Linked DNA regions of Sus scrofa: regions 1 and 3 are each linked to region 2. The links are chromatin contacts, called in public Hi-C maps. All regions are on one chromosome and are shown on one strand. Each heading gives the region's core, a stretch centred on a gene start, on an enhancer-like site or on the middle of the called end of the contact. The rest is flanking DNA. Distances are from core to core; before and after follow the strand shown. Region 1 has its middle 63 kb from the start of ZNF281. Region 2 holds the start of NR5A2 (nuclear receptor subfamily 5 group A member 2). Region 3 holds the start of ZNF281 (zinc finger protein 281).

What was found. A called contact is a pair of places that touch in the nucleus more often than the background predicts.
Region 1: a Hi-C map of undifferentiated spermatogonia shows a contact between it and region 2, with 2.2 times the contacts expected there. The contact joins the enhancer-like site here to the promoter of NR5A2 in region 2. A contact is called at or near these places in 7 of 47 Hi-C or Micro-C datasets (embryonic fibroblasts, epiblast stem cells, fetal liver and 4 more).
Region 3: a Hi-C map of liver shows a contact between it and region 2, with 9 times the contacts expected there. The contact joins the promoter of ZNF281 here to the promoter of NR5A2 in region 2. A contact is called at or near these places in 1 of 5 promoter capture datasets (liver) and 3 of 47 Hi-C or Micro-C datasets (fetal heart ventricle and liver).

The regions. Positions count from the first base shown.
Region 1 is chr10:23,100,534-23,103,233 of Sscrofa11.1, reverse strand. No RefSeq gene overlaps it. Among named protein-coding and RNA genes, the nearest start is that of ZNF281, 63 kb to the right of the region's middle. Within about 2 kb of position 1,298, at least 12 of the 83 cell types and tissues checked have an H3K27ac peak or open chromatin away from gene starts, as enhancers often do. A contact at or near this core is called in fetal liver and undifferentiated spermatogonia, where this site is marked.
Region 2 is chr10:22,726,570-22,729,269 of Sscrofa11.1, reverse strand. NR5A2 (nuclear receptor subfamily 5 group A member 2) reads right to left here and starts at 1,251. Exons shown (of 7, transcript NM_001267893.1): 1 at 1,081-1,251. The coding sequence starts at 1,144.
Region 3 is chr10:23,037,810-23,040,509 of Sscrofa11.1, reverse strand. ZNF281 (zinc finger protein 281) reads left to right here and starts at 1,389. Exons shown (of 2, transcript XM_021064496.1): 1 at 1,389-1,593; 2 at 1,734-2,700. The coding sequence starts at 1,752.

The DNA.
Region 1 (2,700 bases), core at 49-2,548, 370 kb before region 2:
CAGAGAGCACCCATCCGGAGAGGCTCCCATGCCCTTTTGTCCTTCCTGAGAACCCCTCGGGGTTATTTTTTTTGGAGGCTGCATCGACAAAACGTCTACCCATGTATCCTTTCCTTTGGAGACAGCGGCGTTTATTCTTTTCAGCAAGTGTTTAGAGGAAAGTGTGGATGCTTATTAATCTGTTTCTTGTCTTACGAACGTGCGTTCGCGTGATTGGGGGCAAAACCGCGTATCTGACAGGTCTCAATGTCATCAACGTGGCAGGAGAGATTGTTACACTGAACAGATCTGTTTGGCGCTGTTATTCTTGGTAATTACCTTCATTAAGCAAAGCATGTGTCAATCAACTTTGAACTTTAAACACACCAGTAATTTGCAGGAAAAAGGCATTTCTATTTCCTACAGGCACATGTGTGCTTGAAGATGAGTATGCAAGGAGTAAGTATATAAGATGCTGTATTAGAAAAATATTTCTATAGCTTTCTAAATATATCATTTCACCCTGGTTTGCATTTGATAACTTTAAATATAAAGTGCATGACCATGCCAAAGAATTATGTCATCAGAATAGGTTTAATAAATAGCTAACTCCTGCACTAGTGAGAACAGATTGTTTTTATTTTATTTATTTTATTTTATTTTTAGGGCCGCACCCTCCACATGTAGAAGTTCCTGGGCTAGGGTTCCAGTTGGTGCTGCATCTGCCAGCCTATTCCACAGCCACAGCAACGCAGGATTTGAGCCTCATCTGTGACCTACACCACAGCTCAGGACAACACTGGATCTTTAACCCACTGAATGAAGCCAGGGATTGAACTCTCCTCCTCATGGATACTAGCTGTTGGTTACCGCTGAGCACAACGGGAACTCCAACAGATCGCTTTTAAATGAAGAAAGCTCCTCCCTGAATTTCTGCAATTAAAGAATACATTTACATTAATTTTAACAACCACTGGTCCCTCGGGACGGCAATTTGAACACACGTTCACTCCGCTGCTCCATCCAGTTGGGAAGCCACAGACGGTGAGTTAAGACTTCTGGATTTGATGAGACCTCCCCTGGGTCAGGCTCTGTGGCCAAAGCAGAGAACATGCGGAGAAAGGACCCTCAACTTTAACAGTCTGGGCACCGACAGTTGTCACTGATGCCCTCTCCCCCGTGTGACATCCGCCCCTGCCCATTTAGTCATCCGCCTCCCTGCCACGTGCCCAGAGTCTCAGGCTAATGGGATGGTTAAGGGGCCAGAGGAGGATCTGGGAAGGAAAGATGAAAAAAGCGCCGCAGATCCCTTTCCTGCTTCTGGATCGGCCGGTTACGGCCACCAGGGGGCGATCAGGGACAGAGAGAGGATGAGGCAGGGCGGGGCGGGAGCTCGAGTTCGCGTCAGCAACCTTGCCTTCCCCTCCAGGGGCTGGGAGCCCTGACCCAGGCCAAAGAGGATGCCTGGGCTGCGGGGACCCTCCCTACCAGGGTCGGGGTCGGAGGGACCAGACGGCTCTCAGCCCATCCTCACCCAGCCCCTCCCGCTCCCCTCCCCAGGCCAGAGCTACCTGGTTCCTCATCCCCTCCCCTCCTGCTCCTCCGCCACCTCTGGCCAGGCCTTGCCCTGCTGTCCCCTCTCCGTCTTTTGTCAAAGTCACCCCCACAGACCCACTCTGTCCCTTCAGAAACCGAGCCCCTGCCTGTGCCCTGGCAGGACCCGCCGTTCACCACAGCATCACTCAAGCCTGGGGCTGCGGGTGGCTCACTCCAGCAGGTGGGCTGTTTGTGCAGCTGTGTGCGTGTGCATCCCAAGTGCCCCAGTTCCTTGAGCAACTCGGGGAACAGTGTCCAGTAAATCCTGTTTGTATTTATTGATTTACTTCCTTGCTTTTAGGGCCTCACGGGCAGCGTATAGCAGTTCCCAGGCTAGGGGTCGAATCTGATCTACATCTTCCAGCCTACACCACAGCAACACGGGATCCCAGCTGCATCTGTGATCTATACCACAGCTTACTGTGATGCCGGATCCTTAACCCACTGAACAAGACCAGGGATTGAACCCGCTGGATACTATGGATACGAGTCAGGTTTGTTTCCGTTGAGCCATGACAGGCACTCCAGTAAATCTCTTGAATAAATGAGCATTTCCACATTCCCAGGATCCAGCAGGACAGGGTGGGCTTCACCAGAGGGCCTCTCCTGAGGCTTTGCCATTTCTGATGGGGTCAGAGATGGGGGCCATGAATGCATGTGGGCATGACCTGCCACCTGGCACAGGGGTCTGATGGGCCCCCAGGAGGAAGGCTTCGCCCACCATCCCTAGATGCAAACCCTTCGATGAGTTCCCGGCGGGCACCCTGGAGGTGGTGACCCTCTGAGCTTCATCCTCTTCCTGGCTTCGACCTCATGAGGTACTCCGAGGAGGCGCTGCTCCCTCAGACCTCTCAGAGGGCCTCTGGGAGGGGGCCTTGCCAGAAAAGAATTGATGAAGGCACCCCCTGCTCGTGGAAAACCCCTCCAAGTCCTCCTGGACGTGAGTAGCTGAGGTAGATCAGGAGGCTTCTGGAGTGATGCGAGAAAACTTGACTCTGGGGAGCAGACCTGGAGAGGGGAGGTTGCACACGGGGACATTTGGGGGAGAAGGTCCTCCTGGCCCTTGTGTGGGACTGCATGTAGGGGGCTGGGTGGCTGGGGGTGGGGTGTCACTTGGGACTGGAG
Region 2 (2,700 bases), core at 2-2,501:
CTGCTCACATTTTCTTTTTATCTGCAGAGTGATTGATTCTCTGTTGCGCTCTGCTCGCCTTCCTCTTGTTTTCTTTCTCATAAGTACAGAACATTTTTTTTTGGTAACCATTTCCTCAATTGATATACTTTAGGGTGTAGTTGGCCCATAAAAAGGCAATCACTACATTCAGTGGAGTCAGCTGGTTATCAAGCGAGAAAGAGGAAAAGCCCAAGCCTTGATTTTTTCCTTCTTGTCCCTGCGGATGACAGGCCTCTGCGAATTACAGGGAAATTCCAGGTCGAAAGAAAAGACTGCAAGAAATGACTTAGGTCCTTCCAAAACTAGTGGAAAGGAATAAGGGCAAGATTTCCAACCGATTCAAAATTATAGACCCCTGGGAATCACTTCTCTTTAGTCCTTTAGTTTCAGGGTTCATTGAAGGTATTTCATGCTGTAACATTAATATTTGTGATGCCATTACTTATTCTTGTAAAAAATGAAAATGAGCTTTATTTACTTACTCTGTTTATGAAAAGAAGGGCATGCTTATTGTTTTGAAAAACAGGCAGTAACCCTTAATTTTTAATCCTTCACTAATGATGGTGTGATTTGGGGGGGGGCATGAAAAACGGAAGTTTTCTATAGTATCTCTAATGAATGAGACATACTGTGGTGTGGCTTGAAATTCCACAAATACATGAAGGCATTTGTTAAAGTTTGAGCAATCATGGTTCCATATGGTTAACTTGTTTCAAGTTGCTCAAATTTTAGCTTATTATTTCTCACTTAAAGTTATCAGAAAATATTAGGGATGAAATGGATATATTCAACATTTTGTTTCCTAGCTGTTATACACTGATAGAATGCTATCCAAAAGCAGTGGAGATAATGAATAATATTTGAAGTACTCATATGCCTTTTTTGGACTTTAAAAAAAGATAAAATGTGTGATATATACATGGAACTTACGTGCTTTTAATAAACACACTTGGAAAGGCAGTGACTTAGAAAAGCAAATACATCAATGCGATTAAATTACATGTATTAGTGCAGTAGCAGGATAATAAACAGATGATAAATAGAGCAACTCCTACTTACCAATAGGTGTAAGTCCGGGCTTTAGAGATTCTTGTAAACCTCCAGTATCCGAATTAGAAGACATTCTTAGTGAAATTATAAGCAGTCCTTTGGCTTAAAGTAGAAACCATTGGCGTAAGAAAAAGTGCAGCTTGTCAAATTTCATAGCCTTGGGGAAGACACATCAGACTACAGTAATGTAATCCTTAGTGAAAGTTAAGAAAAGGCAAAAAAAAAAAAAAAAAAAAAAAATCCAAGAATCCAGAAAGTTACGAGCAAGTCTTTCCCTGGACTCTGTACTTTTTCCAGCATTAGTGACCTGCTGTAAACCATCTATCCAGTTTCATGATGGTTTCTAATCAGAGGAATGGAAACTTTTGATAGGCTTGGACTCATCACGTGACTCTATGCAGGTTGATAAGAGGACCCTGTTATAAAGTGACAGCAAAAGAGATAAGAACTCTTGGCAGATAATGGCAAAGAAATGATTAACTCCGAGGTGGAGAGGTGCCTTGCAGCTCAGAGAGGGGAGAGTTGTAAAACTGACGGGTCAGAAGATCATTCTTAGTGGGTAAAACTCCAAACCAGCTTAAATCCACTAACCAAACTTCGGCTTGTGACATACCCCCTTGATGTCATCACCTCTTTGCACAGAGGACGACAGACGTAGCTCTTCTGACCTCTGTAAATATATTTTAGATGATAACGTTGGAAGATATTAATTCTTGAAGTGATGACTAGGGATATGATTGACACTTGGAAGCACTGCAGGTAGCATTTCCAAGCTGGTGCTCATCTCTAGATTCGTGTTTGGTCAACCAACTTTTTTTTTTTTTCTTTCTATCATGCCTCTTCATTAGCTGAGGCGTTAACCTTAGCTTGTGTGTACCTTGGTCAGTTGATTAAAAGGGCAGCCTATCTCTTTACCCCCAGTAAAGTAAAACTTATACTTTGAGGTTAATGCTGGTGAAAGGATGACTATGTAATACATTTTTCTTTTTCTTTCTTCTTCCTTTTTTTTTTTTTTTTTTAGGGCCATGCTTGCAGTGTACGGAGTGTTCCAGGCTAGGGGTGGAATTGGAGCTGCAGCTGCCAGCCTACACCACAGCCACAGCCACTCAGGATCTGAGCCTCGTCTGCGACCTAACATCACAGATCCTTAACCTACTGAGCGAGGGCAGGGATCGTAACTGCGTCTTCATGGATACTAGTCAGATTTGTTTCCACTGAGCCAGGACAGGAACTCCACGTTTTTCATGATTTAAAAATTGTCATTCTTTCCTTGAATCCATGGAAAAAAAATCTGGATCACTCTTTATCATGAAAGAACTCTCACTCAAATGATTCAGTGTTGTTTTAAGCTCTTGCGGAATATCCTGTTGTACCTGAAAGTCATAAAACCTGGATTCTTAGAGCAGTACATGTCTTTTTTATTGTGTTTTTTGTTTGTTTGTTTTGGCCATGCTCACAGCATGCAGAGGTTCCTGGGCCAAGGATCAAACCTGTGCCGCTGCAGAAACAGAGCCACAGCAGTAACAACACCCGATCCTTCACCTGCTGAGCCCCAAGGGATCACCGATATATGTCTTTTCATATGCCGAGGGTGTGGCCCTAGAAAAGACATGGGATGACTATGATCAC
Region 3 (2,700 bases), core at 140-2,639, 310 kb before region 2:
CTAGCTTATAGGCATCCCAGCTTACCATTAAACACTGACACCCTGATGAAAGGGACAGCCTCATTTCTCATAGGCATCGACGAATATTTTACTACTGCCTTAAGTTTTTGAATCTTCAGTCCTTCTTTTAACACTTAACTATACTTGACAGCATTCAAACTTCAGTTTAAGTGGCAGAATGGCATCTGTGGCGTTGCATGATGTTACAAAGATACTAGTATTTCTTGTCTCAAAATACTCATTAAATATTGTCTTTTAAGCTTTGGAGCAGGCTCGGAGAGGCCCACAAGGATTAGTTAATGATCTTTATGGTTCCAGTTGCAAAATTTCTCGGGGGAGTCATTTATTACTTAATTATGAGAAGTCCTATGGCTAGAAATAGTGAGACAGTTGACTTGTAATTTCATTATGAAACGTACCATGAAAAGAAATTATTCTCATGGTTCTGGCTCTTTTATGGGAAAAAAAAATTGTTATTTACATCTACTCTTGGTCAGAAAAGTTGCTGGTTTAGATTTTTGCACACTTAAACATCAAAGTGGGTGCCCTTGTTTGCACCTTAGGCACTGAATAAATATTTGTTTGATTTTTGTTGATCTTTGATTTCAAGATTTTACTTTGTAATGTTCCCTTAAGAGGGCAATTCGTCATTTTGACTGCATTTCTCAGTATTCTGTACTGGGGCGGGCGGAGTGGATCTGGGTAGAGCTTAGAAGAGCCTGGCATCCACCTCTTTTTAAATAATAGAAGAAACCAGGCAGCAGTAGAACCTGGCCGGCAGACTCATTAGCCAGACCGAGAAGGTATGTGGGCATTTAAAAACCATCTGATGATGAAACATGTGTGTGGGTGTGTTTTACAGGGCTGCCGCACCTGGATCACACGCGGTTTCCTTTTCCAGTAGCCTTCAGGTAGGTTGGCAGTAAGACAACTTTTTTTTTTTTTTTTTTTTTTGCAACGGTACCTCTGCCGCAGTTTCAAAGCAGGCTCCTCCCACCCATGCAGAGGCTACGCGCCCATTATTCAAGTGTCTGCACCCGAAAGAGGGGGACCCGAGGCTATCAGTCTTAGTACAAGCGGAGCACTGCAAGTTTAACGCAAGTAGGCACAACCCGCGGTGCCCCAAGCCGTCCCCGCCTGGGTCTGGGCTTGACTGCAACGCCGGGCCCGCAAACCACAGAGGGGTGGGAGCCCCGACCGCCGGCAGCCCGCTCAACCCCCGCCTCAGCAGCCTTTCTCTTCGGCCGCCCAGCCACGCCGCACGGGTCCGCCGAGCAGCACGCCCCGGGCCCCGCCCCCACACGCCGGCGCGCAGCCCACCAATCGCGCCCGGCCGCCCGGGGCCTCCCCGCTCGGGGGGCTCCCTCCGCCCAACCGCCCGAGTGATTGACAGGCGGCCGGGCGGAAGCCGCGGCGCAGGCGCGCTGGGCGGCCGAGCGGCCCTCGGGCCCGGTCGCCGAGCTCCCGGCAGGCCCCGCGCCGCGGCTGCGCAGTGCCGCGCAGGCTTTTAATTCCATTGTGGAGAGGACGGCGTTATTTTTATTAACCGGAGGCGGCGGCGGCGGCGGCGACGGCGGTGGCGGCGGCGGACCCGTAAGTGCGGGGCGGCGGCGGCGGCGGCCACGACGGCGGCAGCGGCGGCGGCGGCGGGCGGGGGTGCGGGCCGGGCCGGGCCGGGCGGGGCGGGGGCGTCCGCGGCCGGCGGCCGGCCCACTCCTCTCTCCTCTCCTCAGCCAGGCCTGCTCCGGGGCATGAAAGTCGGCAGCGCGTTCCTGAGCGGCGGCGGCGGCGGCGCGGGCAGCGGCGGGCGGGCGGAGATGGAGCCCAGCTTCCCGCCGGGCATGGTGATGTTCAACCACCGGCTGCCCCCGGTCGCCAGCTTCGCGCGGCCGGCGGGCGCGGCCGCCCCTCCCCCGCAGTGCGTGCTGGCCGCCGCCCCGGCCGCGGCCCCGGCCGCCGAGCCCCCCCCGGCGCCCGCCCCGGACGTGACTTTCAAGAAGGAGCCGGCGGCGCCCGGCGCGGCCTTCCCGGCGCAGAGGACCTCCTGGGGCTTCCTGCAGTCGCTGGTCAGCATCAAGCAGGAGAAGCCGGCCGAGCCCGAGGAGCCGCCGGGCGCCCCGCACCCGCACTACGGGGGGCTGTTCGCCGGGGCCGACGAGCGGGCGCCGGCGCTGGGCGGCGGGGACGGGGGCGGCCCCGGCGTCATCCAGGACCTCAGCGTCCTGCACCCGCCGCCCGCCCCGCACCCTCGAGACGTGCTGCTGGGCGGCGGCGGCCGGACCGACGACCCCCGCGGGCCCGAGGAGCCCAAGCAGGACGCGGGCGTGAAGAAGGCGAAGAGGCCAAAGCCAGAATCTCAGGGAATCAAAGCCAAGAGGAAGCCGAGCGCATCTTCCAAGCCGTCGCTGGTTGGAGACGGAGAAGGCGCCGTCCTGTCCCCCAGTCAGAAACCTCACATCTGCGACCACTGCAGCGCTGCTTTCCGGAGCTCCTACCACCTGCGGAGGCACGTCCTCATCCATACCGGGGAGCGGCCCTTCCAGTGCAGCCAGTGCAGCATGGGCTTCATCCAGAAGTACCTGCTGCAGAGGCACGAGAAGATCCACAGCCGCGAGAAGCCCTTCGGGTGTGACCAGTGCAGCATGAAGTTCATCCAGAAGTACCATATGGAGAGACACAAGCGGACGCATAGTGGAGAAA